2 separate regions of the Gossypium hirsutum genome follow, and region 1 is linked to region 2. A link is a contact called in public Hi-C data. All regions are on one chromosome and are shown on one strand. Each heading gives the region's core, a stretch centred on a gene start, on an enhancer-like site or on the middle of the called end of the contact. The rest is flanking DNA. Distances are from core to core; before and after follow the strand shown.

Region 1 (6,193 bases), core at 1,347-3,846, 190 kb before region 2:
TAAGGTTCTATTCACCCCCACCTATATTTTAGTGTGTAAAAGAGTTAAAGAAAATGAACCTTGAGCATACAATGACCCTAATGATTGTCCACATTTTGCACTGACGAAAGCAATCCACTGAATATTGAGTGAAACATAGCAAGAGTATCAATTTTTGTAAAGAACTTTTACAGTAATTCTTTATGCACCAATATTTGAACATGAAAAATGGTTAGAGAATAGAAAGAAGTTTTGTTTGTATGTTTTTTTTATTGTCCATGCAAATAAAAGTTTACTCTTATTTATAAGATTTCTCATACCTCTTTACATAGACATAGCTATCCAAATTGCTTATTAGGATAGTCACATGTATTACCAGTAAGCTTAACTATTCAATAGATATATACTTGAATAATTATAATTCTTTATTAACTAATCAAGTGACATAACTTTTGATATTTAATGGACATACCTTATCACTATGAATAGTGACAACTCTTTATTAATAATCAAGTGATATAACATTTAGATCACTTGTAGCTTTTCAATTGTGACTATTAAAACATGATAAATATTCTAAAAAAATATTTCACTAAGATAGATATTACATAATAGACACCAAATTATAAATAATGGTTGAAAACATCATTTTACTCTAAAAATGTTCTTTTTCCAAACGCAAAAGTTAAAAAGTTATAACTTTTGTATTTGGGTTCAAACTCCCTTTTATTTAAACAAATTTTTCACTTGTACTACATGCAGAAGATCAAGAGAAAAAAGAAAAGAAAATGGCAAATGAAACTTATCTTACTGGACTTTTGGTCTAGCCCATTAGCAATGAGGGTGAGTATTGCATTGGTGGAGAACGGAGGAAGAGAAATTGAGCAACAAAAGTAGCATTTAGATTGATTTGTAGGTGTTCAGAGGTATTTGGGATCGAATACGAGCCTTAAAAGGTTTAAAAATATTAAAATGATACAGTGGTATTGTTCAGGGTTTAGATATCAGTACCTAAGGCCTCAGATACCGGAACTTTGTCCCTGTACCATGGAATATTACATTCTGCCAAGTTAAATATCAATATCCATAGCAAGGGTACTAGGCTCTAAACACCTGTTATGAATTTTTAACCCTTTAAAGTCTGAAAACCGACACCTATACCATGAATATCGAACCTAAGATGCAAGGGACAAAATTTTTGAGTTTAAAACACTTTAAACTCATTTCAAAACACCTTTAAACATAGAAATTGAAAAAAAAAAACTAAAACTAAAAGACAAACATATAAATGCAAAATTCATTCATAAAACATGTTGGAGCTGAATATTCATCCACCAAAATGCATAAAAATCATAATAAACTTTGATAAAACCATTTTTAAGCAACAAGTCAAGGTTTACTATTTAAAATCGTTGGCAAAATGGTGTGTTAACAAAATCTATAAACATCTTTCCCCCGTGACGCAAAGATACACGAAGCAATTGATATGCTATTATCAATGGATCCGTATATTGCACTAATAATTAAAGAGGGAAATATTTCATCCATTGGCATAGCTAATAGAACTTTTAATAATTGCAATGGAACAAGTAGAATGACATGTATTCTTAAAGTATATTAAAAGAAAAAAAAACAATTTTGATAGTGGAATTAGAACTTCAAAGACAAAAACTAGTTGAGTTATTAAACAAAGACACATTCAAAGTGGAAAGTTATACTGATTACACCAAAAAACATGCCTTCATATTAACAAGCTGAGTTTATATAAAGGCCTAAAAATGGGTAGTAAATAAACCATCTTATTTGGCTTCAAACTTCTTCTTAAGTTCCACGAGAAAGCAATAAACTTTATATTGGTCTGGCAGAGATTTGGATACACTTTCCCTTTGCATGCATCTTTTAGCCCATGCTACCAAATTTGGGCAGTTTGCAATAATGCTGAAATCCCCACAGGTTTCCAACGAGTAAAACCAAGTGTAGAAGGGAATCAATGCCACATCTGTAAACCCAAAGCTCTCACCCCCGAAGTAAGGCTTGTCTCCAAGCTCTCCTTCTAGCACCTTCATGCTCTCAATTAGCTCTTTCTTTGCACCTTCTTGGACCTCACCTGTTGCACCCCATACTAACTTCCCAGTGGGATATATCTGCAGTTTTCATATTCAATGTTTAAACAAATACAAGACTGAAGAAAATTGGTTAAATCATACTGATGTTGTAGGGTAAGGTGTAACCTTTTTGTCAGCAAAGTCAGCCCAGAACTTGGCATTGGCTCTGTGATAAGGATGAGAAGGGAGCAGAGGAGATTTGTGAGACCAAACCTCATCAATGTATTGAACAGTGATGAGGGATTCACAAACGGGTCTACCCTTGTGAATCAACACTGGGATTTGCTTGTGAACTGGATTCATCTTCAAAAGTAGGCTACTTTTGTTGCTCAAATCCTCTTCCCTTGCTTCATACTCTATTCCTTTCTCTGCTAATGCAATTCTCACCCTCATTGCAAATGGACTAGACCAAAAGTCCAGCAGGATTATATCATCTGCCATTTTCTTGTTTTTACTCTTTCGATCTTTTGCCTGTGGTACAAGTGAAGATGTGTGTTTCTATAAAAGGGCAAATGAAACATGGAGTGAATGTTGTAGAAGTCTCCGGGGGTACAATTCCAGGGCTTTCTTGCCTTGGTACTAAACTAAAGCCAGATGTCTCTGTCAAGGGTCCACCCCGACTTTTCTTCCTTTAATTTCTCTTCTAGTAGACGGTAGAGTGCAAATAAGAGGGTAAATTCGAAATACTCACTTAGCTATCAAATATTACATTTTTGTTACTAACTTTATTGGGTTGTAACATTTTCATTATCCATTCATTAACTGTGATTACAGTCTTAATGAAATGATGATATAACATGTTAATTTTAGAGTTAATATTTAATTTTTACTATATTTCCAATAAAATTTTTAGACTCTAAAAATAAAGTTAGGAGTTGATAAATGTACTATAAAAGTATAATAAAATATTAAAAAATTAATTGTTGCAATTGTAAGTTGAAAATTTTTTATTTGTAATCTTATGTTATCTTTATTATATTATAAACTAGCTTGTATATCCGTGGGATGAATAAGATGATTGTATGCATCAATTTAAAATATATAATTATTTTTTATTTTTTATAATGTAGTTTTAAATCATATTAATTTTTAAAAAAGTTAAACTCAAAATTTTTAATATTTTTATTTAAATTAAATATAGGTCTGCTTAACTATAATACAAAATATAGTTATTTTTATAATGTTAAAAATTTAAACGATTTTGAGAACTATCTTAATGGTGCATTTTTTAGTTGCAGAAAACATATGCTTGAATCAATTTGGTTCAAGAAGTAAAAATATATAACAAATCAATATAAAAGGTCAACTTTGTGTTATTAAATTAAAATTTATGGTGTGCATAATAATTTTAATATATCTAAAGAGTGTAAATTGGTTTTCAAATGGTAGAAAAGAAATTACTAATATGTAATTTAAAATAAATTGAAATACTTCTAGAAAGTATAATTTTTTAAAATTTAAAAAAAAACAGAAGAAAAGTTATATAAAGGTCTGAAATCTAGTTAACACAAAATTTAAAGCCGCAAGGACCAATGATGTAATTTAAAATTGCGAAAGTCTTGTCTGGAATTATTCAATTAATGTTTATATCCCTTAAATAGGATGATGCTTTTATTTAATACTGGTTTTAATTTCCCCCTTGTGCTATACACGATTTCTAATTAAATTGTTTTAATAACAAAGTCAAAAATCACTTTGTCAATAACATAAAAGGGTAAATTGCACTAACAGTCACTCAACTTTGAGGTAGCTGACAAAACAGTCACTTTGGTTTCATTTTAGTCACTTAACTTTGAAAAAGTGACAAAACAGTCCTTTTTGCCATTTTCTGTCATTGACGTTACGGCAAAGTGACATGGCAGATGACGACGTGCTTGGTGTTAAAAAACCCTCTAGTTGGCCGGTTACCACCAATTTAACAACCCTGTTAGAACTAATTTAGGGTTTAAGAAGAGAAAAAGAAGAAAAAAAACAAGAAGGAGAAGAGGAGGAGAAGAAGAAGAACGAGGAAAAGAGAAAATGGAGATGCCTCATGTTTTCAAATCAATCCTATACTGCATCTCTGCAAGTGATTCCTCCAAACTTCAAAGGTAACGATCTAAGGCCAAAGCTTTAACCCAATTGCTTCATATTCTTCTGCAGTTACTCAGGCATGGCTGTTGCAGCTTCAAACCAAGATGCTGTTGCTTTGGGGGTCACATTAACACAAGGGGAAGGCAATTTACCCAGGCTTTTCCTCACTTTTGAGCATGGAAGGTAATATTCAAATCTTCAAATTTTGAAGAAATGTCCCACTTTTTGCAAGATTTTCTTTTTTGGATCTTTTCCAAATTTATTCAACTCCCTTGTTGATTCAACTGATGGGTCAATTTTTTTTCTTTTTAAATTGGATGGGTTTCCACTGTGGACATCCCACGTGGCAAGTTAACTGGCCACTGTAGCAGTTAACTTTCCACATCAGCGGCCCCGTTAAGACACTAATAGAAACTGTTAATCACTGACGATTTTGTCACTTTTTTATAACATTAGTGACTGTTTTGTTATTTTTCAAAAGTTGAATGACTAAAATGAAACCTAGGTGACTGTTTTGTAAGCTACCCCAAAGTTGAGTGACTGTTGATTAAATTTACCCAACATAAAATAACTATTTTCTTTCAAGCATTGAATATCCAAATTGTGAGTAGATCCAAGCAAATCCTCTAATTTCAACATTTAACAATAAAATAAAAACCAATAAATCAAGTTTTTCTCTCTATTCAACATTTATTAATTATGTGATATATCATTAAAATTTTAAAAAAAAGTTTAAAAATATCTTCTTTAAATTTTTAATTATTTAATTAATAAATGTTAGTAGTATCATAATAAAATAATTAAAATATAATATAAATAGCATAAATACAAGACAAACATTTACATATATCAATAAATTATACAAAACTAATATAAAAATAAATAAATTTTAGTGCATAATAAACTTATAACAACAAAATTACAGCACTAAAAAAAAAAAAAATCTAACACGGATTTATTTATTTATCCTCTTTCTTTCATTTCTCTCATCTGCATCTCCTTCCCCTTTCCTATTTTTTCTTTTCTTTTCATTAATAATCGATTTTCATAATTCCAACAAAGATTCTATAAAATATATAAAAAGAGAATACATTTTGATACTATAAATGTGATGTCCTCTTAGCATGATAGTTGTCCTTTGTTTTTCCATTATTTTAGTTATTATCAAAATTATTCTAAGACATTTTATAAAACCATTAGTAAATACCATTTTCTGACGTCATCAGTGTCTATTATTGATTGTTTGTTCAAGCATTAATATATTCCTTAATTTTTCACTTAGATATAATGATAAGGCATATTATCTTTTTAACGGGAGAATAAGATTTGAACATTGAAAACGATATTATTGAGATGAGACAGTCATAAACTGTAACACCCCTCACTCGTATTCAACGCCAGAATAGGGTTACAGAGCATTACCGGACTTATAACACATATAACCATGCTTTTCTCATACATTAAATCAATTCATACAACCATCATTCAATCTCAATCAATTTGTCCCTTATAATAGCCTACGATGCCTTAAACATGATTTAGGAGTAGCTCGGGACAAAACCAATAACTTATAAAACTTCCACGAAACTTTAAAAATTTTACTCAAAACAGAGGAAACACGCCCGTGTGGGCAAGCCATGTGTCTCACACGACCACCAGACACACCCGTGTCACAAGCCGTGTGAAAACAGGGGGTACATACTAACTTAGGTCACACAGCCAACCACACGCCTGTGTGTCTAGCCCGTGTGCCCATCGAAGTAGCCACAGACGCCCGTGTGCCAGGCGTGTGCTAAGCCGTGCCAAACCTGTAGGGTATACTGACTTATGCAGCACGACCAAGTCACACACCCGTGTGCTAGTCCGTGTGCCAATTAGGGTGTATACTAACTTGTACCACAAGACAAGTTACACGTCCGTGTATGAGACCATCTGGAGTATACTGACTTCATTTTAATATCACACCAAGGGACATGTCACACACGGCCGAGACACACACCCGTGTCTCTGCCCGTGTGGACAAAAATAGGCTATTT
Region 2 (6,180 bases), core at 676-3,175:
ATGGAATAAAATGCATAAATGGATAAAGAAATTGATGTGAGTGAATGAAGGTAGGCAAAGAGATGAGAAAGATAATGAAGATTTAAGAATTTTGGTCAACCAATTAAAAGGGAGTTAAATTATGGTCCACAGTCTGGCAGATGTGGACAAACAAAAAAATCCCTTCATTTTTAATGGGCCATACCTTCTTGCTTTTGGGAAAGATTAGTTACCCCACTTTTGTCCATCCAGCGTACAATTAATTTTACATCCTTTTATTAATAAATTATCATCCATTTTTAACTAATAAATAAATTACTTGGAAAATAAGATCTATATCATTTAAAATATTTAAAAAATAAGTTAAATTAAATATTTAGAGATAAATTTAATAAAATTAAAAATATTATTTTGATTTTTTTATTTATTAATTATATTTTTAAATATAACTTAACAAATGTTTGTGAATTTTTTTTATTAGAAATGTACTAAACAATAACTCTCAAAAAAATATCAAATTTTATTTTATAATTAATGACTTAAAAACACTCTTTAAAATTAGTAGCTAATCCTTTTTTATAATAAAAAAAATAGCTAATTCTTAAGATAAAAAATTAGATATACTCCAAAAGGAAAAATATAAAATAATTAAAAAATGAAAACATATAATACAAAAGATAAAGAAGGGAGAAGGCGATTGAAAAAGACGCGCGGGTAAGAGGGGGAGAGAAGTAAACAGTAAACTAAATTGGAGTGGTGTTGATTTGATCCTTTCCTCCTTTACTACTCCACCCTTTCCTTCTTTAATTCTCAAACTTAATCATCCCTTTCTTTTCTTTTCTTTTTTTTTTTCAAATTTAAATACATTTTTCTTCCAAATTAATCACTAATAAGTAGTTTTTTTTAAATAAATAATCCCCTTATAACAAGTTTTTTAATATTTCTTATGTATGTAGTAGTAATTTTACAAATAAATTTAAGGATGATTTTGTTGTTGTTTTGATGAATGCTCAATTTTTTTTATTAATTTTTACTCCGCGCTTTGGACCATCTGGACCTGATTTCCTTATTGTATTAAGTGCTTGCAATCACTCTAAATATGTTGTATATGAGTTGTAACAAGGTCAATTGTCAATGTATCATAATAATTTAAATATTATCCTTCAATAGATGACAAATATTTACTATTTTTTCTCTGAATTGTATGATTTCACTCATTAATGAATTAATGAATTAATTTTTCAAATAAATAAATAAATAATTAACCATAAAATATGTCGTATTTACAAAAATCAAATAGATCCCATGTCACACATTATAATTAAATAAAAAAATTACATTCATCACATAAAAATCCGATAGAATATTCAATATACTTATTCATTTTCATATAATTAACAAAAACTTGGATGATTTAGTGAATTAATAAAAAGAATAGATTAATTAATTTCAATTATCCCTTCGTTCCTTTCATTTTTTTAAAAAAAAATGTAATTTGTATGCATTCTTTCAGAAAAGTAGTTTAAAAGTTTTCCATGATAAATTAATTCAAATGAAAAGAAAAATGATCATTCACTTGGATTTGTATAATATTTTCATTTTAAAAAATAATTCAACAACTTAAATATTAATAAATAAAAAAGTAAAAAACTTAATGACTTTAATTTGTAAAAATTGAAAAATAAGAAAACCAAATATCATTAAATTGCTAAGACGTTAAAGAATTCAAATTCATACTAAAATAAAATAAATAAAAATAGAGAGTAATATACTAAAATTTTAAGTAGAAAATTTAAAATTAACAATTAACAATTAGAGCAATAAATAATATTGCAGTTATAGAAAACATCACTACAGTATTTTTTTTCTTTTTTGTAAAATAAAAATAATAACATTTTCTCGTATTTTGTTTGTCTTTATATCTACGAGTCTCCATCCAAACGCCGAAAGAAACCAAAAAATGAATAAGAAAAAAGAACAAATACGTGTATGCGAATTTTTATTTATGAAATAATATAAACAATTTACAACAAGAAATAAAAATAAAATTTCTTTCTTTCTTTCTTTTTCTGAGAGAAAGTTGAGATTGTGTTTCCATTCTCCTTGCCAAAGTCTTTCCCTTTCTTTCCTTTTCTTTCTTTTAAGCCCCTAAACTCGCTTCCGCCAATTCCCTTTCAGGTTTCAAGGTCAGTTTCTTTCTTCTCTCAATTTGCCCATAATTTAGTAAAGTTCTGTTTTTTCTTTTCGTTTGCTTCGATTTTCTTCTGTTCAAAAGCTTTGTCTTTTGGTTCGAATTTGTATTTTTCCTTGTAAGTGAATCTGTTTTTGCAATGATTTTACTTTGTTCTTTTTAGTCTTAATGTTTTTCTTTCTTTGGTTTAATTATAGGTATGGCCATGTTTCGGGAAGGATTACACTGGCCAATTCAGCTGTGAAAGTTGGACTTGGTAAGTTAAATTTCCTTTTGTAATTCAGAACTTAGCGTTTTCTTTTTAATCAAATTTTGGTTTCTATATTACATTTTGAAGCATGTTTAACTATTAATATATATGTTTAATTTCAAGGTTTTTTTTTTTATTGCACTTGCAGGATTCATGGGGCATGATTTTAGATAATGAACTATTGTTTGTTTGGATTAGAATTCAGTTTTAATGTAGTGTGTGTGTTTGATTATGTTGTAAAACTACGAATTATGGTTGTAGATTCTACGTGATTATTTGTTCATAATTGGTAATTTTTAGTAAACCAATTTACCAAAAACCAAATTTGCAGCTATTTTGATTGGTTTTTGTCTTGAAGAATTTGAAAAATAATCAAATATTGGGTCGAATTAGAGGAAGAAGAAGAAGGAAAGAGAACAGTTAGGGGATACAGTTTTGGGATATTCTTTTTGATGGGTAATAAGTTGGGAAGGCGGAGGCAAGTCGTCGATGAGAAGTATACACGCCCACAAGGGTTGTATGTTCATAAAGATGTGGATATTAAGAAACTAAGAAAGCTGATACTTGAATCGAAGCTTGCTCCTTGCTATCCTGGCGATGAAGAATGCTGTTCTGATCTTGAAGAATGCCCAATTTGCTTTTTGGTTTGTATTTATCTCATTGGCTTTCTTCTTATGCTTGCTAATTGCTATCCAATTGTAAATATCATGCTCTTTTTATCCTTTTGCTTTATCAGTCACTGCTTAGAATGAGCCCTTGTTTACTGGTTTTTATTGAATGTTAATTCATGTGTGGTTAGCTTTTAAAATTAGTTGCAGTTGAATATGAGTATGGTTTTCCTTTTTCCTTTTGTATTTTAGTATTATCTGTGGTTAGCTTTTAAAATTAGTTGCAGTTGAATATGAATATGATTTTCTTTTTTCCTTTTGTATTTTAGTATTATCCAAGTCTCAACAGATCAAGATGTTGTATGAAAAGTATCTGTACAGGTAAGCTATCTTTGGATTTTCTAAATGCTACTGATATTGCTAGTTACATGCAATGTTGACACATCTTATTTGCACCAGAGTGTTTTCTGCAGATGAAGAATCCTAATTCAACCCGTCCTACCCAGTATCCTTCACATCAATGAAATTGACTGTAGAAATTTTCAAATTGATTAGCTGTGTGTATACTTGTACTCCAATGTTTACATTCCTTGACGTTTTGAGGTGTCCTTTCTGCAAAACCTCAAATTATGCTGTCGAGTATCGAGGTGTGAAAACAAAAGAGGAAAAAGGGATAGAGCAAATTGTAAGCTCACACCTCTTTCCAAAGCAAAAAAGAGATGGTGTAATTCCTATGATAATCGCTGGATACAAAATGAGTTTAATATTGGGTTTTGCTATTTAAATTTTGCAGGAAGAACAGCGTGTCATAGAAGCACAAATTAGAATGAGGCAGCAGGAACTTCAGGATGACGAAGAGAGAATGCTGAAAAGACAAGACTTGAGTTCTTCAAGCACTGCGGTTGCACCAGGAGAAGTTCAGTACAACTCAATTGCAGGTGTCAATTTATTGTTATTCTGGTTTTTCTTGCATATTCGTTCTTCACTTCCTTTGACATTGTTCTGTCTTGAAATTTTATTCCTTCCTTTTCTCTCGTTATTTGCAGATAGATCCCCCAGGGAGGAGGAAATATTTTCTTCTCAAGATTCACAGGCTGCCTTGATGATTGGACAACGCTCGCATCCTAGGGTTAACAGGTAGGCAAACTTTTAGGTAACTTTGTGTCCTTGCATAGGATTTACTCTTCATATGTTAAGAGGGGGAAAAGTGCATGGATCACGGTTGCTAGTTTGTATTGCAATCACAGAACTCATGTTGTAAGACAGGTCCATGTGTTTACTTTCAACTTTTGTGAGGTGAGATTTATTTCACCATTCACTAGTGTTTTTGAGATCAGATTCATTTCATTATATTTGTTATGTACATGGAAAACGAGATAATGGATGAGTATCTAAAGGAATGGGGGACACGCGTAAGAGATTAGATTGAGGGGGATGAAATGTGACTACAACATTTAAAGAGGTGACCTACAAATTCCTTCAGGGAAACATCTGATTTAATGGAGATGATCTTGTGAATGGACAAAGTTCAAAGAGGATATGGATGAAAACTATAAAAACAGACCTTAATTTACTGTGACTAGTAACTCATTTTAATTAGAGTTCAGTGGCACAAGATGTTCCATATATCTAGCTCTACATACAGGGAAATGACTAATTTGTTTATTTTTTCTGTTGCACTTTTTGTGGGGAGAGGAAAAGCTGATAATCTATCTTAGATGGCTAAGTGGTCAGTGGATGCACTGTATGTTCTTGAGTTGTACAAAGAATGATGTAAATCCTCCCTCACTGGAAGTTCTGTTATCTACAAAAATTAGGGTACATGTCAGTGAACGTCTGCTTCCTTTGTTTTTGAATGAGAAAGGAAAAGCCAGAAAGTATGTTCAGAAGATGCTCCTAAAGTTTCTGTTGGTGTAAGGATGATGCCAACCATTTGAAGTTGGTTTAATTACCATCCTGTTTTCTATGAAAGGGTTATGCCAAAATTAAAAAAAGTAATGTAAAATACCTTATTGGTTGCATTATGTTCTGGTGAATTTATATCTTATTTGCTTTTGAATGAAAAAGATGATGCAGTATTTTGTTTTCCACTTCACTAGTAGTCAAGTACTATTCTCTCTCTGGCCTAAGCATGGCTGGCTATACTTTGTTTATCTTGTGTTCCAGAAGGAATGAATTTTCTTTCATCAAATGCTTAAATTGCAGGGATGACGACTTTGACATAGATCTTGAGGAGATAATGGTCATGGAAGCAGTTTGGCAGTCGATTCAGGTATATTTTTCAAAATTTGATGAGATTTATGTATGAAACTAATTGCAGAATTTAAGTATTTAGCTCCTGTCAGTTTAATCAAAGTGTTTTTGCCTATAGTTATTTGGTTAGAAACTGGTTCCAGTTTAAGATGCTGGACAGAAAACTTTGTTGTTCATATAGCACCCAACTGTATATTGAACTAGTGTATTTTGGATGGCAAGAACTTCATGTGAATTTATTTAATAGGGAAAAAAAAATAAACGAGGAAAACTTGCAACTTGTAATTTTAAAATGTTTGTAATGTCATCTTGTTATTTGTGTAGGATCTTCATTTCTACGTGACTACGTTATGCACAGACTTTTGATTGATTTCTTATCTCTGACTGTTGATTCTTTGAATTGAACTGATACAGGAAAACAGCAGACAGAGAAATCTTAACAATGTAGGTGCTGCTTCTTCAGTGCATTATGTTTCAGGAGATGGATATGTATTACCATCCACGACCACGGTCACGGGCTCATCATCATCTCCTTCTGGTGGACTTGCTTGTGCAATAGCTGCCCTTGCTGAGCGTCAGCAGATGGGTGGAGAATCTTCCCTTAACCATGATGGGAGTATGCAAGCATTTGATATGCTTCCCAGCAGCAGCAGCAGCAGGAGATTTTATAATAATAGGTTGCACCAAGTTGGTGAGAACTATCCTCCTGCAGAGAGTCCAGTTGGTGATGGTGGGATGACACCAGGAAGTGATGAAGGGAAATGGGGCATAAATCATGAGTTAGAGGTGGCCGAAGCAGGGACTAGCTATGCAAGCTCTGATGTGACAGAAGATAGCGGTGGGATCTCTGCAATACCTCAACAAGATGAAATTAGAGGCAGCTTTCAGAGTGTGGGTGG

Evidence for each region. Hi-C and Micro-C count contacts between places; a contact is called where the count stands out from the background.
Region 1: a contact with region 2 is called in a Hi-C map of leaf, with 1.9 times the contacts expected there. The contact joins the promoter of LOC107911335 here to the promoter of LOC107912928 in region 2. A contact is called at or near these places in 2 of 34 Hi-C or Micro-C datasets (both in leaf).

What each region holds. Positions count from the first base shown.
Region 1 is chrA13:98,831,901-98,838,093 of Gossypium_hirsutum_v2.1, reverse strand. LOC107911335 (probable glutathione S-transferase) reads right to left here and starts at 2,596. Exons shown (of 2, transcript XM_016839191.2): 1 at 2,211-2,596; 2 at 1,612-2,123. The coding sequence starts at 2,525. The coding sequence ends at 1,779.
Region 2 is chrA13:98,637,290-98,643,469 of Gossypium_hirsutum_v2.1, reverse strand. LOC107912928 (E3 ubiquitin-protein ligase DA2L) reads left to right here and starts at 1,925. Exons shown (of 10, transcript XM_016841318.2): 1 at 1,925-2,165; 2 at 2,368-2,426; 3 at 2,569-3,064; 4 at 3,358-3,409; 5 at 3,488-3,533; 6 at 3,632-3,713; 7 at 3,822-3,966; 8 at 4,075-4,165; 9 at 5,234-5,300; 10 at 5,696-6,180. The coding sequence starts at 2,873.